2 separate regions of the Mus musculus genome follow, and region 1 is linked to region 2. The links are chromatin contacts, called in public HiCAR-type maps. All regions are on one chromosome and are shown on one strand. The core of a region is the stretch at or near the end of the contact, and the rest is flanking DNA. Distances in the headings are between cores, read along the strand shown.

Region 1 (6,715 bases), core at 1,710-4,209, 2.2 Mb before region 2:
CTTTGTATCCAAGGCAACCTGGCAATGTCTGGAGGTATTCTGGGGATACTCCTACACCTGGTAGGTAGAGGCTAGGGATACCACTGGGATAATGAAGCTGGAAGGTTCCAAGGCTTATAAAGAAGCCTGTGCCAGGCCACCACTATGGAGGAAACACAGGAACAGAAAAGAGCCATGCCCAGGGTCAGGGGATGCCACCATAGCCCCTCACAGGAAAAGAAGATGGCTGCCAGGTGCCTGAGACTGCAAAACAGACATCTAGGTCCACTGCTTAAGCCACCCGCCAGATCCCAAGGCTGCACATCTGAAGAGGCCTTGCTCTGCAGGTGAACAATCTGTCAATAAACATACATAAGTTATGAAATGTTCAAAGAATAAATCTTAAAAAATTTAAGTCTGTCCAGTATACTGCAGTCCCAACTGCTTTTGGGGAGCCCTCCAGCCACCAGTCTTCACTTCTGGGAGGGATCCCAACCCACATGCCATACATGCATCTGGACCCTCCTAAGGACTGACCACAAACACCTCTCTCCTGGTATTCTGATTGATTCTGTCATCAAACACTTCTGAATCAAAGTATAAAGTGCCCACCATCAATTACTGTTGAAAAAGTACAGAAGTGCAGCTAAGTATGCATCTCAGTTGGCAGGATGTTTGCCCATCATGCAGATGTCCTGGATCTGATCTCTCTCACTGCACTGCCTGGAATCCCAGCATTCAGGAGACAGTAAGAAGGATCAGAAACTCAAGGTCATCCTTAGCTATCCCAGTGAGTTACAGCCCAGCCAAGGCTACAACAGACCTGTCTCAAAAAAAAACAAGTCAAAACCAGCCAAACAACAACAATGTAAGGGGAAAACGTGAACAAAGCAAAGATACACTGTCAACAAAGCAGAGAAGTTATAAGGCAAGGGTCTGCAGGACCTGGAGGGAGTAGCATTTCTACTCACAAAAACTTTTCTTTCTATCATTCGTCAAAGAGAAAAAAAGAAAAGAAAAGGTGTGATTCTGTTTCCATGACACCACCACCTCTCTGTACCTGCACAGAGATCCACAGAATCGTTTTCGTCAGAGCTGTGCAATAGCTTTGGAATGCAGAGTGCATTCCTGGTCACCAGAGGACGGACTGGAGGAACCCTGACCATCCATTTCACTGCCTAATGCGTTCAGTAAGCCAGAGAGGGAGGGAGCTCTGAAACCTTTCCTGTCTGTGGGTCCCAAATTCACCAGCCAGAACAAATAGCCACGTTCTCCCAAAGCAACCTCATTGCAACAGGTCTGGAAGTCCTGGCGAGGCCCAGACGTCAGTGGTTACAGGTCTAGTGATAGAAGGCCCCAAGTATGACCACTGTTAAGAGTCAGGGTTTCCATCTGTCAATCAACAGAAATCCAAGAGTGCCAGGAAACTACAGGATTGGTAAGAGTCACCTGTAATCCCAGCACTCGGATTCATGGCCTACAGAAGCCTGCCTCAAAAAAAAAAAAAAAAAAAAAAAAAAAGAAAAGAAAAGAAAAGAAAAGAAAAGAAAGAAAGAAAACAAGGCCTGAGGATGTAGCTCAGTAGCAGAGCATTGGCCTAGCACGTACAAGACCGAGGTCTGTCACAAGTACCTCCTACTCCCCCAAGCCATACATTTTGAACATCTGACAAAAAAGACTGGTGGTGTTTGCTCCCTTCCTTAGTCAAATAAAGCACAGGATACAAAACATTGATCAAATATGGCTGCTCACCAACTATAGAAGAAGGCCAGCTGGGCCTTGCTTCTGCCCTCCTGTGAAGACAAACTACTCCAGAGCAGTCAGATGTCACAGGGACAATGACAAGAGATGCCTTCCAGGGAATGCCAAGACTTCCATGTGCAATATAAGCTCGCTCACTTCACCCTCGGGGAGGAAAACAAGTGCTCCCTAGGGCTTACATCAGACAAGGGAACACCAGCAGAAGTCAGGTGCCTCCCATACAATCTGGGTCTCCCTAAGCACAGAAAAAGCGGTCTCGCCTAGAACCTGTAGTCTTCAACCTTAGCTAAACGACCCACCCACCCACCACCAAACAACCACTGGGTCACCAAAGAGATGGATGAGGTGCCAAGAGCTCCAGAAGAAAAGCTGCCCAGACCTCAGCCAAGGAATGTAGAACACGAAGGCTCTGCCGGCCTTCCTTGGAACCAAAGAATTTTTTTCTTCCTCTTAAGGCTTTTCTTCCCAGGTACTTCACCGCAGTCCATCCGGTACCATCAAGCCCTCTAGCAACTGAAGCCTCCCAGTCTTCCGGCGGGGATGAACGTTTGTCCTAAAGGAACGCACTGGCGCAGCGACCACCCAAGGTCACGCCCCGGAAACCAAGGGCAGGAGCTGCGCTGGAGTTCTGGGGACGCCCAGCGAGGCGGGGTGCCACCGGGTCGCCAGTGCTCCCCACTGGCCCCCTAATTAGCACCAGAGGCATGCCCGCCACGCCCCAGGCCGAGCTTCCGGAAGGACGCCCCGGGGCCGCCGCGACCCACCTCCGCGTCCAGGGCCCCTGGTTCTTTAGTGCCCGCCGCCCCGGCCGTGGCCTCGCTGCCCGCACTCGCACGGCCCGCAGCCTCTCGGCTTTGAAGGCTGGGTGGGAGGCAGGGCTCAGGCCCCGCCGCCCGGGCCTCGGAAGCCCTCTGACTCTGTCGCCCCGCACCACCTAGGTCACAGTACACCGAGAGGTCCCCCTTGGCCCCATCGGGAGGCCCCGGCCCGTGCCCATCGCGCTGGAGAGCCGCAGCCCCACCGCCCCCGACCCCGCCCCCGGCCGTGCAGTCCCTCCAGAAGCGACTCCGGCAGCGACCCAGCCCCTGCACCACCACGACCCCTCCCAAGATGCGGTGGCGACCCTAGCCGCGCCTAGAACGCACCTTGAGGGTCGGGTACTCCTGCACCTTCAGGGTCATGGACAGCTGGGCCGCCGACTCCTGCACCGCCATCTTGGGCCGGCCGAGCGGAGGAGGCGGGTACGGGGCACGCCGGATAGTGACGTGCTACGTACGGGAGCAGGCGGAGCGGCTATGAGTCTGCACCAATCGTGTCACCGGGCCGCCCGAGCGGAAGAAGGCCAGAGCCAATCATCTTTCACGGGCTCGACCAATCGCCGGCAGCTCTAGAGAGCGGCTTCCTCATTGAATTGTCCGCTGGCGTAGGCCGCAGATGCGGATTTAGTAGAGCGGGGATCCCGACGCCATGGACGTTCGGAGGGTTGGGGCTGAGACGACTCACGTTGTGGTCGCACCCCCCCCCCACACACACACCTCCGAAGTCGCCTCCCGTAGTGGTCACAGGCCCTGCCTCAGCGCTCGGTGGCCGTTATCTCTGAATGGTCACTTAGGGGTGCGGTTTTTGCCATCCGGGAACTACTTTCCTTCATCTCCATTTTCGCCGATTAACAGCTCTGGCGTCCAAGAGCGGGCTTCCCAATAAAAGATAAAGAATGTTTACAATAGAATAAGACAGGGAGGGGCTATCGAGCAGCTGTGCTTTCCTGCCAGTAATAACATAAGGAACACTTGGGAACTGCATTTGTGAAAAAGCGATGAATCCTTGATTTGGGGTCCAAAAGGCGTCTGAAGGTGTCCAGTCCCTGACCTAAACTTGTAGTCAAGTTGAATTCCTGGAGCAATAGTAATGATCAGTTAACATCTTTCTGATAAACTAAGCAACGTGGATCTTCCAGGGCTCCTGAGTGAAAGCAATTATCTGTGATGTAGGCTTCACCCTACAGCACATGTCACAAGACCTGAGAATCAGTCTGTTCCCTAAGGCAATGAGGACTTCTTTAAACCACCTGAAAAACAGAATTGAAGTAACTATCAACCAGACCACACCTTGACTGAGATTGCTTAATTATCATGCCTTTTACCTACATTCTAATTCTTCTATTTTGAACTCAATTTGGCCATTTGTTGGTAGCCAGACAATAAACTTGAGGGTCACTAAAACCCTTTATCTGAACTGAATGGCTTTTTTTTTTTTTTTTTTTTTTTTTTTTTTTTTTTTTTGGTGAATTGAACCTACCTCACGTTTGCATGATTTCTGCAGAAGCCAGAAGAGAGCGTTAGATCCCCCAGGAACTAGAGTTACAGATTGTTGTGAGACAAGCACATGGGTGCTGAGTACTAAACTTGAGTTCTCTACAAGACCAGCATGTGCTCTTAACCCATGAGCCATCTCTCCAGCCCTCCTCGCCTGCTTTTAAAATTAAAAATGGAATTACATTTCATTCCTTAGGAAATGACTTCTACATTAAGTTGTCTTTTGTATTTTACAGAACTGGATCTTTGTTTTGTTTTTCCTTGAGACTCTATCTTGGAACTCTATGTAGACCAGGCTAGCCTCGAACTCAACAGAGATTCTCTTGTTTCACAGATCTTCTGTGCCCCTTCTCAGATGATACCATCTCCCATGCAGGTTCCATGCCTCCCTCCCCCTAGTCTTTAGTCTTATAGAGTTAGATGATGAAGAAATCAGTGACTGTGAGTCCTCCAGTCCACATTTGCACAGTGGCATTACATATTCCCCTCTGTAGCCATTCTGTCTGACTCTCTTACATGGTCACATTTAAGTCCAGGGCTGTAATATATGATGTTGGCCCCCTTAGAGGCCAACTTTGTGGCTTCCTGGATTCAAAACTAACCCAAAGAGAGAAACATATATTCTTCTCTGATGCTGTCAGTGAAAGAGCCTAGTGGGGAAACCCCCACTCAACTCCCGATTTGGCGTGCACCCAAGAATCACGAACAGACGACCATCTTGATGTAAAAACACGAGGTAGTTTAATGGCAGAGCTCTGGGTCGAAACATATCTCACGCAGGAGACAGTGGTTTCGACCCCTGTTGCGTCCAACTCAACCAGCAAGGAAAACAAACCACCAGTTCTTCTTAAAGCAGTTTGCTCAGGCAGCTTCTCTCTTCAAATCCCCCGCCTCTCGGGGTACAAGAGTTTTTATCCACTCAAGCCACAACCATGCCTCAATCAATCACCACAGGTCACATCACCTCACCAGGCAGGCTTGCTCAGCCAATCAGGGATTAAGGGCAAGCCATCCACCAAATATGGGCTTGTTGACTGCCTGGCACAGATTTCTGTCCGGCTGACCAGGGAGTCCGGAATGGCTTCCCACAGACCCTTTAATGGCGGAGCTCATGAAGGAGACAGTGGATTTGACCATGAGGCTTGGAAGCTAGTGGTTTCTAAAGAAAAGGGGTGGGGCTGGGGGAGGAATTGGCGCAGTTTCACATGATTGGTTCATTTAAACATCAGCAGGGAAGAATTGGCGTGGTTTCACATGATAGGTCCATTTAAACATCAGCAGCCTGTTAACATTTAACTTAGGTCAGAAGGGTGGGAGATAGGGAGGCGCCAGGCCAGTCTGGCATGTCATTCTCTTTATCTTTCTTTATCTTTATGGCCAAGCAGCCTCAGGAATGTCTTAACGACAGGCCTGCCCAGGCATGTCCTGGCCTGTTCTGCTATGTTCTCAGCCCCAGGTTTCAAAGCACACAAACAACTCTTTGGGCTATTTGACATACATTACATGAATCACAGGTCTCAAGTTTTATTTTCTTTCATCAGGATGGTATGTCTAGGGTTGTAGGAATGAATTCTTATTCTGTTGATTTAAAGAATAAAAAGACAGGAAAAGCAAAGCCTTACCATTCAACCATGCTTTGTTGAAAGCAGAAGCGCATACACAAAGGCATGACAAAACACAAAAAGATGATGGTCTCCCCAGTAGGGAGGGAACCAAAAGATTGCGCCAGAGTCTGCTCAGATGGTAGGGAGATTTTATGTTTGGGCATGTGTTGGGAGCCGCCCCCACATTCGCCGTCACAAGATGGCGCTGACATCCTGTGTTCTAAGTGGTAAACAAATAATCTGCGCATGTGCCAAGGGTATTTTACGACTACTTGTACTCTGCCTTTCCCGTGAACGTCAGCTCGGCCATGGGCTGCAGCCAATCAGGGAGTGATGCGTCCTAAGCGAAGGATAACTCCTCCTTAAAGGGGACGGGGTTTCCGCCATTCTCTCTCTGGCTCTGGCGCCTGCTCGCTTGGTCCTAAAGATGTAAACAATAGAGCGCGCTCTGCGCTTTGGCGCGCCGGAGCTCTGGCTCCTAAAGATGTAAGCGGGGCGCTTTCGTTTTGGGGCTTGGGGGTTTGCGCTCCTGGCTCCTGAAGATGTAAGCAATAAAGTTTTGCCGCAGAAGATTCTGGTTTGTTGTGTTCTTTCCTGGCCGGGCGCGCGAACGCGAGTAAGAATTGGTGCCGAATTCCGGGACGAAAAATTCCGGGACGAGAAAACCCCGGGAAGAGAAAACCTGGGACGAAAATTACCATCACCGGCGCAAGGAAGATCCCTCATTCCAGAACCAGAACTGCGGGTCGCGGTAATAAAGGTTCCCGTAAAGCAGACTGTTAAGAAGGATTCAACTGCATGAATTCAGAACTTTTCAGCTGGGGGAACAGAGTACCAGTGAGTACAGCTTTACAAGGTCAGTCTGGTCTTGAACTTTCTAAGGAAATTCAAGACAGTCTATCAGAAGTAAAGTGGAAAATGGCTTTACAAGGTATGTTTGGCCTTGAATTTTTTCTAGTGTTAGAAGCCCTTTTGTTCCTTTTCACATGTTATCAAGTGGTTAAGGCAGGGCGGATTCTAGATGAAATTCAGGACAATCTATCAGAAGTAAAGCGG
Region 2 (6,886 bases), core at 2,729-5,228:
AGACACAAAAAGACAGCATCAGGTTCCTTGGAACTAGAGTTACAAACCATTGTGATCTGCCAGGTATGGGTGCTGGGAACCAGGGTTAGATCTTCTGGAAAGGCCAGATATGAGAGTGCATACTTTTTATCCTGACACCAAAGAGTCAAAAGTGGGAGGATCAGGTGTTCAAGAGTTCAAGACTGTCTTTGGTGATCTAGTGACTATAAGTGTTCTCTCTCCCTCCAGATAGATAGATAGATAGATAGATAGATAGATAGATAGATAGATAGATAGATAGATAGATAGATAGATAGATAGATAGATAGATAGATGTGAATGGATGACAGCAGGCAGGGCATTATTTTTAGAAGTGAAATCTTGGGCTGGTGAGATGGCTCAGTGGGTAAGAGCACCCGACTGCTCTTCCAAAGGTCCGGAGTTCAAATCCCAGCAACCACATGGTGGCTCACAACCATCCATAACAAGATCTGATGCCCTCTTCTGGTGCGTCTGAAGACAGCTACAGTGTACTTACATATAATAAATAAATAAATAAATCTTTAAAAAAAAAATAAAATAAAAAGAAGTGAAATCTTGGCTGATATAAGGTATACAGATATATTTGGAAAGGTCTAGGTAGACGAGTCATTTATTGAAAGAGAGCTGCTGGATGGGTGATATGACTCAGTGGGTGAGAGCCCTTGCTGCCAGACCTGATGCCCTGAGCCCATGCCTTGGAACCCACATGGTAGAAGGAGAGATCCGGCTCCCCAGAGTCGTCCTCTGACTTTCATGTGCATACATACACACATAGACAAAATTAATAAGGAAAAGGAGTGAGCTGTGAGGCCTTCATCTGACAGGCGGAGCTCTGAGATAGAGCAGGACTGAACTGGTTGTCTCCTGGTCTGAAGCTGCAGTCCCTACTCATGGGGCTCAGAGGAACACAGCCCAAACCTGGAACTTCCTGCGTAAGTCCTTTCCATTGCTCTCCCTACCCTGCTCCTTCTCTTCTTCACAGTAGCATTCTTGTCCCTTAGGTTGGCTGTTGTCCAGTGTGTTGCTATTGTCTGGAACTCCTACCTATCCTGGAAGGCACATCAGTTCTAAGCGTGCCTTGTTCCATGGTTTGCACCTTGTACTGATGCACCGTGACCCTGGAATGCTTGGACAGCTTCTTCAAACTAACCACATCAGGACTGGAGCGGTGACTCAGCTGTTAGAAGCACGGATTATCTGCTCTACAGAGGACCTAAATTTGGTTCCAAGCACCCACATCGGGTGGCTCACAACTCCCTATGTCTCAAGCTCCAGGAGATCTGATGTTCTCTTCTGGCCTCTGAAGCACCTGCACAAACATGTATATACCCACGAATAGACACGCATTTGTAATTAAGCACACAATGAAATCTTTAAAAGGAAGGAGTGTGTCAGCTTCCATGCTATGGGGTTGCTGATCAGAATAGGGTGACCACTCTGAAGTGGCACATTTCACTTTAACCACTAAGACATTTATAATATTGCTGTCACTCTGGCCCTTAGCTGATGGGGACACACTATAAGAATTGTGTCCTGGGGGCTGGAGAGATGGCTCAGCCTGTAAGAGCACTGACTGCTCTTCAGAAGCTCCTGAGTTCAAATCCCAGCAACCACATGGTGGCTCACAACCATCTGTAAAGAGATCTGACGCCCTCTTCTGGAGTGTCTGAAGACAGCTACAGTGTACTCATATTTAATTAATTAATTAATAATTAATTAATTAATATAGAATTGTGTCCTGGAAGCCAGGCATGGTGGTACATGCCTTCAATCCCAGCACTTGGGAGGCAGAGGCAGGCAGATTTCTGAGTTCAAGGTCAGCCTAGTCTACAGAGTGAGTTCCAGGACAGCCAGGGCTATACAGAGAAACCCTGTGTCAGGAAAAAAAACAAAAAAACAAAACCAAAAAAAAAAAAATGAAAGTCTGTGTCAGTCTCAACCTAGTGACAATCCTGCCTCAGCTTCTCAGCTTCTCAAATGCTGGATTAGAGAATTGTGTCTTGGGCTACAGATATCGCTCAGTGATTAAGAGCACTGACTGCTCTTCCAGAGGTCCTGAGTTCAAGTCCCAGCAATCACATGGTGGCTCACAACCATCTGTAATGGGGTCTGATGCCCTCTTCTGGTGTGTCTGAAGACAGCTACAGTGTACTCATATACATTAAATAAATAAATCTTTTTTTAAAATCAAACAAGAATTGTGTCTTTAGCAGTTTTGTCACTGTGCACACATAAGGAGTATACTTATGCAGATGGTAACAATCAGTTGCTCAACATGGCCTCTTCGTGCACAAGCATGTGGTGTATTTTTCTGCTGCCAGTCTGACATGGTATACTGTTTTACAGAGAGCTTTTTCATATGTAGAACACTGTCATTAAGATGTATACGCTGTACATAATTGCACAAGATATACTTCCATATTACTGCCAGCTTGGTCTGTTTCCACCAGCATTATTGCAGATTCATGAATAATGCACCAAACTGAGACATAAGAACTAATGCTGCTATGTGGTAGGGATATTTCAGCTCCGCTATGATTATCTGAAGCCACCATTGTGTGTTGCCATCACTGACTAAAAGGTTGCTATGCAGCATGACTGTCTACATTCCCACCACATAGTATATTCCTCACAGATATTTGTAGAATAATATGACCTTGCCAACTTTACACCTATGTCCCAATAGCTAGCACACGTCCCCACTCTGTATAGATACAACTTCCTGTCTAGAGTTGAGACTTGAACTCAGCATTGTGGATGCTAGTCACGTGCTCTAACAACTAAGCAACATCCCTAGACTAGAGTGGCTATCACGCTTAACTTTTCTAGGTCCTAGTGCCTTTCGAGACCCTGTCAGGGACTTTATAGGCACAGAAATAGATACATTATTATCTGGGATCTGCAGTGGCTATGAATAAGACCCTTCAGAAGAGCACAGACCTGTCTGTAACTGGAAAGAAGCAGAGGCTGTTCATTTACAAAGACAGACGCCAATGGTTTCAGAAGTGAGGGACCTGACTACACAAGCTGGTGGCAGAGGAGGAACTTGGGCCAAAGTTTTCTCACTTCTACCTAGTGATTTCTTCGTTTTCGTGTGTGTGTTTGTGTGTGTGTGTGTGTGTGTGTGTGTGTGTGTGTGTGTGTGTGTGTGTGTTCAAAACTGGGTTTCTTTGTGTAGTCTTGGAACCAGCTCAGTAGACCAGTCTGGCCTCAAACTCAGAGATCTGCCTGCCTCTGTCTCCTGGGTGCTATGATTAAAGGAGTGCACCAGCACCACCCCAGCTCCTGACCTAGAAGGTAAAAAGGTATAATAGTACTGTTTCTGTGTTTCCTAGGAAAAAGCTGACTTTGCCAAACTCAGGAGGTACGTTAAGTTCTGAAAGCCAAACACCCTTTTATGCCATTCTGACACCTGTAGATTTTAGTTTGTACTGCTGTACAATGGTCAGTAGAATGGGTCAGACCCACTGTATTGGAGAGCCTTTGGGTGGGACTGTGTTGTCTGAGCCCCTGCCAGCAGAGCATTTCTGATCTCAATTTGAGGACCCAGTAGCCGGCCTAGGGACCGTGTCTAAGCAGCCCAGGCTTCTCCCCAGAACTTCTGTCCAGATTGTGGCTGTGAAGAAGTTCGGAACCACGGACAGCTCCACAGTCCTCCCTCTCTACTTGAGAAGAGAAACAACCCCTGACTATTCCTGCTCTGGAGACATTGGTGGTTCTGTGTCGGGGAAGGACTCTGCATCCGGAAGATCTATCTTTATGGCTCTGCCAGCTTCTCCCTCTACAGCCAGGGTGCTTCCAAAGATAGCTCCAGGGACACAAAGTCAGGATACGCACCCCTCTGGGGGCTCGAAGCTGCTGGACTCAAAGCTGCCGGTGTCATTGTTTCTACAATCAGTTCATGTTCTTCGCTGACGTCAGTCGGAGCTGTCCTGGTGCTATATAAGGCTGGCGGCGGTCCCGGGACAGACCCCGTGCTCCCCAAGGCGTCTTCAGCCCGTCCCCGGGGACAGAGTGGAGCTCCATCTTGCACTGGGCAGACACTCCGATAACCTGTGAGTGGCTTGAAGCAACGATCCAGACTCCCTTACCACCAAGACTCTGCACTCAGCCCACCCACTGTGACCTGCCGGGAGGGAAGGAGGGAGAGAGGGGTGGAACTGGACTGGCACAGCGCCTAGGGCTGGTGGGCAGGATGTGGACACCAGGCAACAGCTGGAGGGTCTCGGCAGGGGCACTGGGCGTGCGCGCCAAGGGGCTCGTGTTACCTGCGGCTGCTCCAAGTGCACCTCACCCTATGCTGCCCCTGTGTGTCCAGGGCAGGCGGCACCATGATACAGAGGGGACGCGCTACGCTCCTGGTGGCGTTGCTGCTCTTGGCACAGCTTCGCCCGGAGAGCAGCCAGTGGAGCCCAGCGGCTGCGGCGGCAACTGGGGTCCAGGATCCGAATCTGCGATGGAGCCCTGGAGTGCGGAATCAGGGCGGCGGCGTCCGCGCGCTCCTCTTGCTGTTAGCGGAGCGCTTCCCGCGCCGCGCAGGATCTGAGCCTGCGGGCGAGCGGCAGCGACGGGACGACCCTCCACTGTCCATCGACCTCACCTTCCACCTGCTGCGGACCCTGCTGGAGCTAGCTCGGACACAGAGCCAGCGCGAGCGCGCAGAGCAGAACCGCATCATATTCGATTCGGTGGGCAAGTGATCGGCCCCGTATGGGGTCACGAAAGCCTTGACCCTTTCCCTTACCTACCCCGGGGCTGGAACGCGCACAACCGGAGCTGTCTCAGTCCCGCGGTGCAGCGCCGCCCAGAGTCACCCTGAATACTCTGAGTGGTTATTTTTTAATAAAACTGCCCAAGAGCTTAGCCTCTATCTTCTGTCATAGTGGTGAGAGGGCACCGGCAACTACAGTTAGGGTAAGAACTTTTGGGAAAGTGGAGCTCTCCAGGCCGGTAGGAGAGACAAGCATGCTAAATGAGATGGGAGAGGAAGCCTATTAAATTCCTGGGAGCCCTTCCCCCAACCCGCCAGATCCCGGAACTCGGAGGTCTGATACCCTTTCAGGGTCTCCGGCTTAGGAGGCAACCTCTAGTGTAAAGGGAATGGCCACGAGGGACTATTTCGCCTCCGCCCCTTCAGATGGTCTGGGGTTGAGAAAGGGTAGAGCGATGGCGAGGTTGCTTCTATAGCTGAGCCTAGGAGTGGACAGCAAAAGGAGCCGAGGACGTGGGACACTTGAGTCCTTTATTGAGAACCTTCCCGGGGGCGGGAAGCCGAGCTTGGTGGCGCGGTGGTCTCTGCGCAGATCCTCAGCATCCCTTGGCTCCCGCTTCGGGTGTGCGCTCTGGATCAGAGTCGGGTCAGTGCAGGCCTGAGCCTGGGGGGGGGGGGGGAATTAACCGCCCGGTGAGCGGGTGCTCCAAACGAACAAGGCACTCCCGACAGCTCGCTCTCCCAGGCAGCGGGGGTTCTATTACACGGTACCTTGCAGGCTCCCCCAAAGCCGTGGGGAAACGTGCACTTTTCAGAGCGCTAGGCGGTGCGCTTTGAGGCTCCTGGTGTCTGCCTTGAAGGCAATCACCCAAGGGACCGTGAGTTTGGTAACTACTCCTCACCCCCAAACCTTCGTCCAACTCTCACCTTCTGGCACGTCCAGCCGCTCCTCCTCCAGCCCCGCATTGCCCTCCTCCCCATCCAAAGCCATGTCGTCATCCTCTTCATCCCCAGCGGCGCCTAGGTGGAAGGCAGGTCTAGTGAGGTGGAGCCCCTGCTCTTCTGGCCGTAGCACCCACCTCGTACCCCTTCAGCAGGTCTAAACAGTCCCTCTCCCGGCTCCCTCACCCGGCTGGAAGTCGATGGTTCGCAACATTTCGGCCACGTGCTCCACGCTCACAGAGAATTGCTCCATGCTCTCATAGCCTGGCTCCGGCCGTCCTGCCAGCTCCACCTTCGACATTGCCCCGACCCTGTGATGGCCACAAGGGCTCAGCAGAGGGACCCCGCTCCCTCAAGCCCCTCCCAGGTCAGAAGGAAAGAATCCACAGGGTCCCTTCCTTTCCCACCGCGCAGTCCACTCACTTGTTGATCAGCTCCTTTGCCTGCTGCAGGGGAGAAAAGGAGGGCCAAGGTGAGCACTGGGCCAGCCCTGGTAAAATCCCAATTCTGATTCTCGCCAATCTTGCGGGGTAGGAAGGGATTTATATCCCAATTCAAGGGGGTTGGGGGGGGGCGAGAGACAGAAACAGAGAGATAGAGACAGAGAGAGAGAGACCGAGAGACCGAGAGACAGAAACAGAGAAAGAGACAGAGACAGGAACACAGAGAGAGAGAAACATACAGAGAGATAGAGACAGAGACAGAATGACCGAGAGACAGAAACAGAGACAGAAACACACACAGAGAGAGAGAGAGAGAGAGAGAGAGAGAGAGAGAGAGAGAGAGAGAGAGAGAGAGCGCACAACATGATAGAGTGATTTTTCCTATGTGGTGACAAGAGGTAAAGCTTGATCCCCGCTCCCCAGGCCCTGAGTCCCCCCCAACCCACCCTGCAGGCCCGCCTCCCTCCCTCTCCGCCAACCTGGAGGTAGAGAGCCATCTGCGGCTCCTCCATGGACTGGATGGCGGACTCCACCAGCTTTGAGGAGCCCTCCAAGTGGTCTCCGTACTGGCGGATGAGGCCCCGCACGCGCTGCAACTTCTCCTCCTGCTCCCGGGCCAGTGCTTGAAGCAGTTCGCCCTTGCGCTCCTCCAAAACCGCGCACAGGGTCTCGAACCTCTGGTTTAACAGTTGCTTCTGTCTGCGGCTGTTGTCCTGAAAGACCACAGCAGTATGATCTCGCCTACGCATGCCCAGAGCTCGAGAGCACG

The links. HiCAR-type assays count read pairs that join an accessible place to other places.
Region 1: a contact with region 2 is called in a HiCAR-type map of astrocytes, with 8 times the contacts expected there. The contact joins the promoter of Maea here to the promoter of Ucn in region 2. A contact is called at or near these places in 1 of 39 promoter capture datasets (liver) and 1 of 115 datasets of contacts at active chromatin or transcription factors (astrocytes).

Annotation. Positions count from the first base shown.
Region 1 is chr5:33,331,816-33,338,530 of GRCm38.p6, reverse strand. Maea (macrophage erythroblast attacher) reads right to left here and starts at 2,959. Exons shown (of 9, transcript NM_021500.2): 1 at 2,886-2,959. The coding sequence starts at 2,954.
Region 2 is chr5:31,135,987-31,142,872 of GRCm38.p6, reverse strand. It overlaps Ucn (urocortin), which reads left to right and starts at 3,978. Exons shown (of 2, transcript NM_021290.2): 1 at 3,978-4,076; 2 at 4,340-4,884. The coding sequence starts at 4,353. The coding sequence ends at 4,721. Trim54 (tripartite motif-containing 54) reads right to left here. Exons shown (of 9, transcript NM_021447.2): 5 at 6,597-6,830; 6 at 6,098-6,120; 7 at 5,861-5,985; 8 at 5,660-5,752; 9 at 5,247-5,396. The coding sequence ends at 5,380. It overlaps Mpv17 (MpV17 mitochondrial inner membrane protein), which reads left to right. Exons shown (of 8, transcript NM_008622.6): 8 at 1,023-2,210. The coding sequence ends at 1,092. It overlaps Gm15469 (a long non-coding RNA gene), which reads left to right and starts at 5,436. Exons shown (of 2, transcript XR_003955738.1): 1 at 5,436-6,146; 2 at 6,571-6,886.